Regions from separate parts of the Zea mays genome. Here all the other regions are linked to region 1. A link is a contact called in public Hi-C data. All regions are on one chromosome and are shown on one strand. Each heading gives the region's core, a stretch centred on a gene start, on an enhancer-like site or on the middle of the called end of the contact. The rest is flanking DNA. Distances are from core to core; before and after follow the strand shown. Region 1 holds the start of LOC103627556 (protein TRANSPARENT TESTA GLABRA 1). Region 2 holds the start of LOC103628806. Region 3 holds the start of LOC100276918 (methyl erythritol cyclodiphosphate synthase2).

The links. A called contact is a pair of places that touch in the nucleus more often than the background predicts.
Region 2: a contact with region 1 is called in a Hi-C map of tassel, with 2.4 times the contacts expected there. The contact joins the promoter of LOC103628806 here to the promoter of LOC103627556 in region 1. A contact is called at or near these places in 2 of 25 Hi-C or Micro-C datasets (ear and tassel).
Region 3: a Hi-C map of ear shows a contact between it and region 1, with 1.8 times the contacts expected there. The contact joins the promoter of LOC100276918 here to the promoter of LOC103627556 in region 1. A contact is called at or near these places in 2 of 25 Hi-C or Micro-C datasets (ear and tassel).

Annotation. Positions count from the first base shown.
Region 1 is chr5:204,509,296-204,513,818 of Zm-B73-REFERENCE-NAM-5.0, reverse strand. It overlaps LOC103627556 (protein TRANSPARENT TESTA GLABRA 1), which reads left to right and starts at 1,650. Exons shown (of 2, transcript NM_001323373.1): 1 at 1,650-2,919. The coding sequence starts at 1,854. The coding sequence ends at 2,915. It overlaps LOC100285351 (pale aleurone color 1), which reads left to right. Exons shown (of 2, transcript NM_001158243.1): 2 at 526-904. The coding sequence ends at 675.
Region 2 is chr5:204,801,194-204,805,703 of Zm-B73-REFERENCE-NAM-5.0, reverse strand. LOC103628806 reads right to left here and starts at 1,882. Exons shown (of 4, transcript XM_020538638.1): 1 at 1,240-1,882; 2 at 184-408; 3 at 1-87. The coding sequence starts at 1,701.
Region 3 is chr5:204,170,432-204,174,362 of Zm-B73-REFERENCE-NAM-5.0, reverse strand. It overlaps LOC100276918 (methyl erythritol cyclodiphosphate synthase2), which reads left to right and starts at 1,880. Exons shown (of 3, transcript NM_001150613.2): 1 at 1,880-2,322; 2 at 2,419-2,549; 3 at 3,519-3,901. The coding sequence starts at 2,010. The coding sequence ends at 3,752. It overlaps LOC100280329, which reads left to right. Exons shown (of 10, transcript NM_001361060.1): 9 at 177-270; 10 at 962-1,430. The coding sequence ends at 269.

The DNA of each region.
Region 1 (4,523 bases), core at 401-2,900:
ACCTTTTGGCCATGGTTGATTCTTCTTCAGCTGTGTTTAATAATGGAGTGAATGTATTTTTTTTTGAGGAAAATGTATTTTTTTGTTGAGGCGGTGCTTTCAGCCTGAAACGATGACATAACAAGCAGTATACATGCAATTAGCCAATTATATTGGAAGTTTCTTCCTTGTTTCTGTGCCACCAGTATTAATTTTTCGCCTTGGGTCACGTGCAATGTGTTGAGCCCGAACAATTGACTAGTTCTTCTTTGGGGGTCACATGAGCGAATTTAAAAACTATTTAGTTGCCTTGGAAGATTCACAGCCCTGAGGGGACAACACGATGTATCTAGGAAATTGCCAGTCTTTTTTCCACATGTTGCCAAGTTTTTATTAAAAAACAAATAGGATGATGCTGATTGCCTCTACAAACTTAAATAAACAAAGATTACACACGAAAGCGCAAAAGGATGAATCTAGGAAATTCCTGCCATTTCATATGGTGAAATTTCTTAAGCTCACAGGTGGTGTTGATCTGTCTTGCAGACCGTCGGGAACAAGTGCTTTGAAAAGTGCGTGACCAAGCCAGGATCAAGCTTGAGTGGAAGCGAGAGCAGCTGCATATCACGTTGTGTTGACCGCTACATTGAGGCCACTGGTATTGTCAGCCGCGCATTGTTCACTTCCCAGCGCTAAGATCACATGAATAAGGAGATGGTTTCGAAGATCGCTCGTGAGAGTAATGTCGCCATGAGTTTTTTGACTTGTCGGAATACAATGACATTTGATGCTTGGTTATTCAAAAAAAAAGTCTGCCTATAGACTCAGGTTTCTTGTACACCTATCTGCTTTAGTAATAGAGAAACGTGCTCTATTTAAGTGGCTCTGATGTTAATTTATGCTCATCATGTGGTTTGTTTCGCTTAATGTTGTATGCTTCTTATGCCTGTTTGTTGCCCAAGCCTTATCGAATATCGTGAAGGATGTGTTGTTGTTATTCGTCGATTACGTGCTCTTCATCAAAGTTATCTGAGCATGCGCATCCTGCCAGGATGAGATGCGCATGTCCCCGGCGCTAGAAATGAACCATGGAGTCGACGTCGACGAACTCATGTCCCCGGCGCTAGAAACGAACCAAAGATTCCCAGTCCACGAAATGACCTGACCAGGGATCCGGTGACATGGGCAACAAACTTTGACCAGACGACGGCTGACTCGTCGCCGGGAAGGATTACAAAAACCGGTCGAGATTCCCATTATCGGTAACGTTTTCGAGTCGACTTTTAAAAATTCGTCCAAAACGTATTTTTTTATTTTTTTTATAAAAAAATAAAAAATATGATATAACCACGTGTTCTCCTGGTACATCTTATATTTAATTTTATTTTTTTAAAATTAATCAGCATTTTTGTAAAAACAACGAAAAACCGGTAAAAAATTAATCAGCATTTTTTTGTTTAATTTGAAGAATATAAACCGGTCGAAAAATTTAGAAACTGACGAAAACCGGGTTTTAACTATTTACTGATTTGTTGATTTACAGATTTTCGAAAGTTTTTTAATTTAAAATTTAAATCGTTCAGTTTTAGCAAAAACCGTCGGTTTCCTAGAGGTAAACCGTTTTCGTTGACTACTGGTTTTTGGTAAACTCTACCCACGTCATCCCACGTTCCAGTTCCACTTCTACCACAACGGCACAACCTCAGTCCTCAGCCCGGCGAGCCGCCGCCCGCATCGTTCAACCCCCGTGCCCGGCCGCCGTTTACCTACCGCTCGCACGCGCGCGTCGCTCCTTTTATCACCTCTCAAGTCCCAGCAGGATCGGCCCCCGCGCAGCTTCGCCCCCACATCTATCGACCCGAATTCTCCACTCAATGGACCCACCCAAGCCGCCGTCCTCGGTCGCCTCGTCGTCGGGGCCGGAGACGCCGAACCCGCACGCCTTCACCTGCGAGCTCCCGCACTCGATCTACGCGCTCGCCTTCTCCCCCGTCGCGCCCGTCCTCGCCTCCGGCAGCTTCCTCGAGGACCTCCACAACCGCGTCTCCCTGCTCTCCTTCGACCCCGTCCGCCCCTCCGCCGCCTCCTTCCGCGCCCTCCCGGCGCTCTCCTTCGACCACCCTTACCCACCCACCAAGCTCCAGTTCAACCCCCGCGCCGCCGCGCCGTCCCTCCTCGCCTCCTCCGCCGACACGCTCCGCATCTGGCACACCCCGCTCGACGACCTCTCCGACACCGCCCCCGCGCCCGAGCTCCGCTCCGTTCTCGACAACCGCAAGGCCTCCTCCGAGTTCTGCGCACCCCTCACCTCCTTCGATTGGAACGAGGTCGAGCCCCGCCGTATCGGGACCGCCTCCATCGACACCACCTGCACCGTCTGGGACATCGATCGCGGGGTCGTGGAGACGCAGCTCATCGCGCACGACAAGGCCGTGCACGACATCGCCTGGGGGGAGGCCGGGGTCTTCGCCTCCGTATCGGCCGACGGCTCCGTCCGCGTCTTCGACCTTCGGGACAAGGAGCACTCCACCATCGTCTACGAGAGCCCCCGCCCCGACACGCCGCTACTAAGGCTGGCGTGGAACCGCTCTGACCTCCGCTATATGGCCGCGCTGCTCATGGACAGCAGCGCCGTCGTCGTGCTCGACATACGTGCGCCCGGGGTGCCGGTGGCCGAGCTGCACCGGCACCGGGCGTGCGCCAACGCAGTCGCGTGGGCGCCGCAAGCCACTAGGCACCTCTGTTCGGCTGGGGACGACGGGCAAGCATTGATCTGGGAACTGCCTGAGACGGCGGCGGCTGTACCCGCCGAGGGGATTGATCCTGTGCTAGTGTACGATGCAGGCGCCGAAATAAACCAACTTCAGTGGGCGGCCGCGCACCCGGACTGGATGGCCATCGCCTTTGAGAACAAGGTCCAGCTTCTTAGGGTCTGACAAGGTTGGTATCATGGTGATCTTTGGTTTGATGCTTTCATTTCTATATAGTTTCTGTTGATTATGTCAATAAATTTAGATTTAACTAAGGGTCTGTTTGGATGTAGATATTGGAGATGTTGGTATTGAATTAGATCCAATACCTTATCTGTCTAGTATTGGAAATGAGGTTCAATACAAATATGTTGTTTGGGTGTATCTGGAATTGCAATTCCATACAATACCTAGAATCTTGGATCTGAATTGTGAGAGACACTTTTTAGTTAAAGTTCAATTCCAAGGAATTGAACTTTAATTCCAGCTCTGAATTCTTTAGCCAGCCAAACAGCAGAATTTAGAATTCCTATTTCCAATTCCAGTCTTGAACATCTACATCCAAAAGGGGTATAAAGACTATCACGCACATTGTTACACATTGGCATGAGGTAGTGTAATTGTACAACTTTACTGAAGATTCATACAGAGCTAACTCTGTCAGTATTACCATATATGGTAACCTAATTTTTTTAGTCCTATGAAGCCTGGAAGTTGCTATTTTTTGCGCATCTATTATGAATTATCCACAAGGACACGAGCTGCTTTCTTTTTCTGTATGTGCTGATTATAAGTGCTAAATACAGTATTTAGTAAATGCATGTATGAGGAATTTAGAATAAGTTCGTCTTTATTTGAAAATTCCTTGGAACTTAAGCTAAATCGATATATAATTGGTGATCTATGTTATCACTTTCCAATGCAAACATGCAGTCCTGAATTGAACACTCTTTTTGTGAACTTGAGAAAAAGGTCCAGTTTTCACCAAGGAAGTTCAGGCTAGTGTTGTGCTAGCTGAATGAAGGTAAATGGTTCCATAAATAGGTTAAACATAATGTCAACTAGTAAATTGCTCGCGCTCCGCGCAAGGTGTTGCTTGATATGTTTATAAAAGATATAGAATTGTGTAGTTTCAAACATGTATATGTACATATATACACATAGAAGCGCTAAAATTTCTAAATTTATAATTGTTTATAGTATCAGGATAGTTCAGACTGAAAATATAATAGAATGAGCAGTCTAAATGTTATATTACATTGATGTGGTATGTAGGAGCTGAGTTCCATGCACAGAATCAATAAATTTCTAGTCTTAGAGAAGACCAAACTTTTTTTTTTCAAGGTTAAAGTACGAAGTACCAATAGTACGTACTTACACATAGGAGCGATGCCAAATTATAAGGGTGTGCACATGCACCAGGGTCCAGGGAAGAAAAATACAGTAGTAAGTTAGCTGATTTCTACAATATAATCATCACTACAAAATTGCCATTTTTAGAGGAAATATGGTAATATGCAAGTTTTCATTATATTATTATGCATTTATGTATTGTGTTTGACTGCTTGGTCTTTGAAATGAAATCATTCCACATGAAAGCTATTAATATTTAACCCTTAAATGATATTATTACAGGTAGTTGTAGGTTAGATGTAATGTGCTAGATTGTCAACTGAATTGAACATGGCATCTATGAACTTGGTAAGAAAATATAGAATGTTCACCTGCATACTCTGGCGCAAGGTACCCAATAGTGCCAGCAAGTCTTGTGTCTATGGTCTACGGAGATGCACT
Region 2 (4,510 bases), core at 633-3,132, 290 kb before region 1:
AGTTTCCAGAATAAATTCAGTGGGATTTGTCTCTGCAGCGGCAGTGCTCTGAGGTGGAGCGAAACTGCACCTCCTTGTATGTGCAACCTGAAATTTGTTGGAAGGGGAATTGGTTACATACCAACATAATCAAGTTAGTCAAGCTCCAAAGATTGAAGAGTCGGGACACAAAGAAGAATATACCTGGACAAAATGATAGTTTATTTCCAAACAGAAGGAAACACCAGCAGTCACTATTAAAATACTGATTTCAGTAAGTATTTGGCTTCCAACAGAACCTCCCTTTCTGAATTGCCAGGGAAGAAAGAAAACTAGGAAATGGAAAAGCAAGAAGGCATGGATTGATAACTTTAGAGCCCTGTTTCCAGATGGTAGGAGACCCATCTTTAATCCATAGAATAGAGGTCGCTGCACACAAAGGAAGTGAAAATTAAGACAACTGAACAACTACTTAAATGATTGGAGAGGAAAAGCTAACATTAAAAGTTACTACTCACTCAAGCAAATACAAATAAATGATGATTAAGAAAGTCATCTCTTATTTTCCAAGTAGATGACACTTTTGGCTTAAAATTACCAAACAGCCTTATCAAAGAATCACTAATTTTGTAAGTTCGTCATGCCATGAATAGCCATCATGTATCAGTTATCAATTCACTGCATTTGAGCAGATCTAAGTGGGGAGACACACCCAGGCAACATAAAGAGAAGGAATACCAACTGTATGGGTGCAAATTTGATCATAGCAACTCATGGAATAAGTGCAAGCCTATGCTAGGCTGGCTGAACGAGTTTAATAAATCCTGGCTCAAAATTTCTAATCTTATAAGCACACTGTTTATCTCCCGTCCGACGGCATCTTCACCAGAACTATAAGACAGGGTAGTCACGCCCACACCCATCTGATCCGTTTTCAGTTAATACCCTCGTTTTATCAGTTCCCAGTTCACACATGAATCAAAAATAAATTGTAGGGGAAGCTGCCGAGCACAACAGCAACTGGGAAGCACACAAGAGCAAAAGAAAAACAGCCAATGCATGTGTTCATTCAACAACAGAAGTCACTAGTACCAACCTAAGTGAGTACTCCGAAAGCACAACGATGCGATGCCTAAGCATGAAATTCCAACCTCTATTACTGCAGTAGTCTTGTGTCGAAATTTACAGCTCATCTTGAATTTCAGAACACTCAAAACTGTTCTATCTACGAGAAACCACAATTGTACCCAATCTACTCACCTGCACGACGGGGAACTGGAGCAACCACCTCCGACGGACAAAATAGTGCGCGGCGAAGATGGTCCCAAGCACGGCGCCTCGGAACCCGAGCCCAGCGACGGCCGCCCACCCGGCGTCCTCGGGTAGCATCGCCGCCGCGGCGCCCACGGAGAGCGCGCCGGCCGCGGCGAGGAGGGAGGTTGCTAGCGCGCGCCGCGGCAGTGGGGGAGGCCGCGGGTGCGGGGACGCGGAGAGGAGGAACGCGAGCGCGAGAGGCCCCGTGGCAGCGCAGGCGAGGAACGGAGCAAGCGCGACGAGGAGGCCGGAGGGGACGCCGAGGAGCGGGTGGCGGCGGCCGCTCGAGAACACCGTGAGGTAGAGCGCCGAGGCGGCGGTCGAGAGCGCGGCCTGGAAGGCGAATACGCCGAGCCACCGCTGACCGACGGCGTCGCGGGGCGCGCCGCGCGGTGGGGCACGGTCCATTGCGGCGACGGCGGCGGGTGACGAGGGTTTTGGGAGGTTCTCGAGTGTGCTTTTTTTTTCGTTGCCCTCGAGCACTGGTGTCTGGGCCTATCGGGGCTTCTGCGCGTTTGAACGGGAAGAAAGCTGGGGGCAGGCGTGTCCGTGTGAGCGTGGCGGCTGGGACGAGGTGGTTGTGTCGTCTTTGGTAGTACGATATTCTGCTTTGAGCGGCCAAATAGTACATGTTCGGTTCTCTCGCCCAACCTGGGGTCGCTGAGAGGACTAATCCACAAAGCTTACAGAGTCAATCTAAAATGTTTGATTGTGTTGATGCCTTTTTGAAACGTCAATAACTCAACAGGAAACAGCGGTGGTGCTCTCTGTACAGGTGCCGCGGCACGGACCGTTCGGACCGCAGACCGTCTAGACTCAGGACCGGACCGTCTGTCGCTCATTTTGGTGCTCAACATATGCCCACTGCCTTTTGGTGGAGCTGAGTGAACCAAAAGCAACTAACTCGATGTGATCACTGTTAGAATTATAGGCATTTTCTGTATCATTTTAATTCATAAATTAACATTATGATGATGACATATAATAGATAATCAAACATAGAAAACGTGATCTCAAAAATATCCATAACAATATGGAACATGAGAACACAAAGCATATGAAGCATATAAATCATATAAATAAAATAAGTATATAAGCATGGTTCATGGATTATTGTGGAGCAACTGGAAATAAACAGATAATAATATAAACAGGATGACTGTAAGACAGACAGATATAACATATTATAACATGATAGAACAGAGGTACATACGACATATATAATATGCAGAATATAAAACAGTAACGAACTGAATTGATCATACCCTCTCATGCGCTCCGAGGATCCTGATCCTTGTCCAGCTTCTCTTGTCATCCGATCGAGATGAAGACGCCAGGAACCAGCGATGAAGACAACGACAGACGTTTGGGCAGTCGCGTAGACGCTCCCCAAAAACCTAATTGCCGATCCCCCGAGCAGGGTCTCGAACGGCAAGGGCTTCGGAGGCACCTGCCCTCTCGCCTCTCTGTGCGCGCAGAGCCACGAGATGGAAATACCCTCACTTGGCGGCTGAACTGTGATTCTGAAAAGTGTTTCTCGTGTGTGTCGAGTGACAGGGGAGCTCCTCTATTTAACCTCTCGCAGAGGGAAGCTGAAGGAGAGAGGTCGCCGAGTCACGCCAAGAGTCGGCCAGCTCTAGCCGAGTTATGCCATGAGTCGGCCAGCTCTCGCCGAGTCACGCCATAAGTCGGCAGCTGAAGGAGAAGGGTCACTCGGCTGGCTGACGAAGAGACAGGGTCACTCGGCTGACATACGCGGTTAGTGAGTGCTAAAAATTAACACAACCACGCCCGCCCGCTCGCCTGCCTGCCTGCCTGCCTCGCCTCGCCTCGCCCGGCCCGGCCGGCGGCGGCGGCGGCGCGCGCGTGCGCGTGTGGCACGCCCTTGTCCATTTCTTGACTTCTCAAGTTAAGTGGAATAAATCCCACCATATAAGTCAAGGCAAAAGACCCTTGGACTTCCAATGTGGTACTATTGGTATTCTCCACCATTTCACAACATAGAGTTTATTCAATAAATGGGCCAAGCCCATAAAAGATCCAACAATCCCCACCAAACTCTAGGGTTTGTAATGATGAAGTATCAAAATCACAATCCTTTGATATACCAGTGTTTCGATGGAGACTGTTAAGTTGAACATCCATCTAGAATAAGAGTTTCACTCATTCACAACTGAACAATGGACTATGCCTTGAATTGACAGTTTTGTGCGAAATAAGATTCACTCAAATCCTTTGCTGATACTAGGCTGCAAAAGGGTATTCCCGCTGATTAGAAGCATATAAGTCACACTTCAGTGCCTTTCATGAGTATTTAGGGATTACCCAAGTCCCATAGACTGTGACCAGCAGTCTGACTCATATAGGTGTATTCCTCAGAAGATGTTCTGTAGGACAACATCTCACCTTTATAAGACTCTTGGAATACATTAAGGTAAAAACCATCCTGCCTTACAGATAGGAAAGATGTGCATCAGAAATGAGTTAAAGAAGGGATCTTTCCTCACAATCTACTCCTAGCTTGTTTCTCCACTCTACTTCACGGGATCTCCGATCGCATAGAGCAGGTTACCACTAGAGTAGATCTCACATGGGTCTCATACCCATTTCCCTCGATGCACTTTCTATCACATTGCGTGATAGACCCTTAGTGAATTGATCTGCCAGATTATTTGATGTGTGGACATAATCCACAGTTATAACTCCAGAGTTTTTCAACTTTCTGACAGATTTCAATCTCCTCTTAACATGCCTTGTAGACTTCATGTTATTCCTAGAACTGTTAACCTTTGTAATCACCGTTTGGTTGTCACAGTTCATGGAAATAGCCGGTATCGGTTTTTCAACTACCGGTAAGTCCAATAGAAAATCACGAAGCCACTCGGCTTCAGCCCCAGCAGTGTCTAATGCTGCGAGTTCTGCTTCCATTGTAGACTTCGTTAAGATAGTCTGCTTGCAAGACTTCCAGGAAATAGCGCCACCTCCAAACAGAAACACATATCCGCTTGTGGCATAAAGCTCATCAGCATCAGAAATCCAGTTGGCATCACAATAGCCTTCCAGCACTTTTGGGTTTTCGGTATAATAAATACCGTATGTCATAGTACCTTTCAAATACCGCAACACTCTCTCAAGAGCATGCCAGTGATCATCTCCTGGTTTCGACACAAACCGACTTAGCTTACTCACAGCATAAGAGATGTCTGGCCTTGTTGCA
Region 3 (3,931 bases), core at 631-3,130, 340 kb after region 1:
AACTAGTCTGTAAAGTACGCCAGGTTAGCCAAGTGCCTCAGCACTGGGAAACTATTTGTATACTAAACTAGGCATGCACGTGCAGTATAGTTGGATCATCTAATCAGGATGCAATTTCTCTTATTCTCAATCGTAAAAAAAAGGAACTGAATTGTGCTCTATGCATTTTGACACAGAGGAAGTTGTTGTCCTTATACAGCGCTTCTGATGGACCTGGGCTAGGGAGCTCAAGAAGTTCAGCTCTAGCGACGAGCGCGCCTTTCATGTAAGGTGTGCCCTCCTCGCTGTCCCGCCGCCTCTTTTGTTCCCACAATCTACAGACAAGTTCATGACTACTCCAGGATTAAAGGCGAGTAGTGTGGCCAGGTCTCTCGGCATATAATTTCAGTTCGACAGACCTCAGGAGGATAGTGCCTGCCCTGGCGTAGTAGCACCGATGAGTGATGAAGGAGGCGTTTGCACCTTTTGTGCTTCTCGCTAGCTCCATGCCTTCGGCTGACGATTGTGTAAGGCTATCCGCACTCATTTTACCTTATTTCTCTACTCTAAAAGGAATATTCTGTCCTGGTCAGCGAGATTCTTTACCCTATACTAAAATCATCTGCAGCCATATTTACCCTATATCTCTACTCTATACCAACCACTACAATTTTTATTTCCAATTTAATATTCCCCCCTCTCTCGTCCCATGGCGGGAGATGGAGCCGTTGGCCACGTGCACGAAAGAGAAGAAAATAGGGTAGGAGAGAGAGGACGCTGGATATGAGGTAAGAGAAGAGCAAATTTACGGTAGGGATGACTTTCGAGTTCGCGAGTGCAGGGCTTCAGTCTACTCTAAATATTTACGGTACCTTTTCGCGTTTGCGAGTGCGGCCAGCCTAAGGGTGCAGCCGTGTGCAGTAGGCTTCTGAAAGGTGATATTGGTCTGCGGCCTGATGTGTGTACATATAATTTTTGCCAGGAAGCGTGCACCCTTCCTGGCCTTTCCTATCCCCAAAAGCTCGGCCATCTAGGCTCGTGAAATGCTGCTTCAGATCAAGGCTGTCCTTGGAAATGGGAAGATGAAAGGAGAATCTGGGTAATGCCGGTTGCTCCCTTTCCCATTCTTTGTTGAGTTCAGCTTTCTGATTGGTTTCTGGTGGCCCTCTTGATACGGAACTTGTGCGCTCCGTCTGAGAAAGCATGTGTGCAAAGTTTCATTTGAGGAGTTGAGGCGATCATGGCGCTGTAAAATGCGGCTTATCTTCCCCCTTCAGGGCTGGTTTGGTGGACCAACCCTCAAACATTTGCAATTCCTATGTACGTCTGTAGTGCATCAGGTGTTGTTGCCCACGTGTAAAAGGAAAATAAATTCACAATGTAAAGGAGACTTGTGCGTTAGCACTACCATTTGAATTTATGAAATGTCAAAGCAGCCCAGCGAGTTTGTACTTGCCACATTTTTTTGTCGCTGTATCAGCAGTCTGGCTACTCTGGCATCGAGTTCGTTTCCAAGGGTGAGTATGTTTTTTTTTCGAAAATTGCTTGGGTAGGACATCTGCCAGGCAATCATATTAATGTAGAGGGTGGGTAGGTTATTTGAAGTGGCCTTTTCAAATTACTTTCACCGTGCTAATTTCGGTCAAAGCCGGGCAGCAAGCCACCTGGAGTGCTTGAGAATTTCTCCTCCGACTGCGGGTGCCGCCACGCCATCGCATCTCCAACTCCAGATGCTCACTTCGCCTTGGCGCAAATAATTCCGGCACATTAAAGGCCTGTTTGGTTTGTGGCTAAATGTGTCACACTTTGCCTAATGTTAGTCGTTCGAATTGAATAACTAACCTTAGGTAGAAAAGTTAGGCAAAGTGTGGCAACTGAGGTAGTGAACCAAACAGGCCCTAAAAACGCAAGGATTTCTCGGTTCCTCCTCGTCCTCGCGCTCTCCCGGTCTCCTCTCCCCCGAGCATCCCAAAAAATACTCGGCCACTGCGCTATCTCGCCCACCAAGCCAGCACCAGCAGCGGCGCGCGATGGCCACCGCGCCCTACGCCTCCTCCCTCTTCCTGGCTTCCTCCCCCATCTCCACCGCGCCACGAATCCGCGCCGGGCCCTGCCCTCCGTCCGCCCAGCCATCCCTGCGGCTCCGGCCGAGGCCGTCCCCGGCAGCCGCGGCCGCCGTCCAGGCGGAGCACCAGCCCGCGTTGACCGCGGCGCCGAAGCCACCCGCGCTACCGTTCCGCGTGGGCCACGGCTTCGACCTCCACCGCCTGGAGCCCGACCTCCCGCTCATCATCGGCGGCATCAACATCCCCCACGACCGCGGCTGCGAGGCTCACTCTGACGGTACGCGCTCCTGCGGCCGCCACTGCCCTCTATGGTTCCTGCGTGGTCCCGTTTCTGACCTCGCGTTTGGGAACTTTGTTTCTTCGCCCCGTGCAGGCGACGTGCTGCTGCACTGCGTGGTGGACGCGATTCTCGGCGCGCTGGGGCTGCCAGACATCGGCCAGATTTTCCCGGACTCCGACCCCCGTTGGAAGGGCGCCGATTCTTCGGTGTTCATGAGGGAAGCTGTGAGTTTCTCTTCTTTCTAGTGCGTTATCTCTGGTTCATTCGATTCAATCAATTTCGTCCTGTTTCTCATGTTAGGATCTGCGGTATTTTGTATAAGTAGCATGGTATCAACAAAATGTAGAGTCTCAGAGAAATTTTGGAGGTTTCAGAAAACTGTTGGGTAATCTCTACTGATTAATGATTAATATGAAGCATGTCAGGATTTTGATATCATGTGTAAATTGGACGGTTGCTTAAAGTTCTGGATTAATTATCAGAGCATACTATAGATTGATTACCTAAAATTTGGTAAACCGTTCGTAATTCCACATAATTTTTTTGAGTGAATAACTTCACATCATATAGCATATCATGGTGCTTATACTTATTTTTTCTGCTCGGTTTGGTTTTGTTATAGACTTACAATTTTATGTCAAAGTGTAACATGTGTAAATACCACAAGACTTACAGCCTTGTGGTATTTGGAGCGGAGAACATCCTTGAAAACGCCATAGTTCATTCCCCGCTTGCTCACTGTTTCGCTGGTCAATTTTTCCTGAACCATTAGATGCTCAGTCGTTATTACGTCACAAAATGTCTTGGCAGTTCTTGCACGAGTTGCTGACTGCAAAATGTGTTTTGACCTTTGTTCTCTTCAAGGGCAGAAAGTATTCCACGTTTTAGATTTCGTACAAGGCATGGGCCACGTGCATAGAACTCTGACCGCACATTTACTATTGGTACTTGAGTTGGACAGAAATCTTCCCCATACGCATATAAACCCGTTGACTAGTGACATTTGTCTTGCGTCACTTATTTAGCATTACACACTGTTTGTTGCCCCTTCAAACAATATGCAGGGTGTTTACATCTAAACTGAGCATGTCTGTTCTCTCTTGTAGAAAACAATTGCTTCTATTTTAGCATTGAAGTGCCTGAAGTCTCAATATGCAACACTTTAAGCTCCTAGGATTGCCATGTCATTTCAGGTGAAATTGATGCATGAAGCAGGCTACGAGCTGGGCAACCTTGATGCTACGCTGATCTTGCAAAAACCAAAAATTAGCCCATTCAAGGAGACAATCCGATCGAATTTGTGCGACCTACTTGGGGCAGATCCATCTGTGGTCAATCTCAAGGCCAAGACGCACGAGAAAGTTGACAGTCTAGGGGAGAACAGGAGCATAGCTGCTCATACTGTAGTTCTCCTGATGCGAAAGTAGAAAGAACAAATGGCAGCTAATTGTATCATGCTACACGGAAAAGGTTGTTATCTTATACTTGTGATTGTTGAGTGATCTAGCCAGTATGGAAAATCTTCATGTGGTAGAAACAATAAAGCTGATTGCAATGAGAATTTTTCTGTATTTCACTTGTGCTGTCAATTTGCTTCATGGATTCC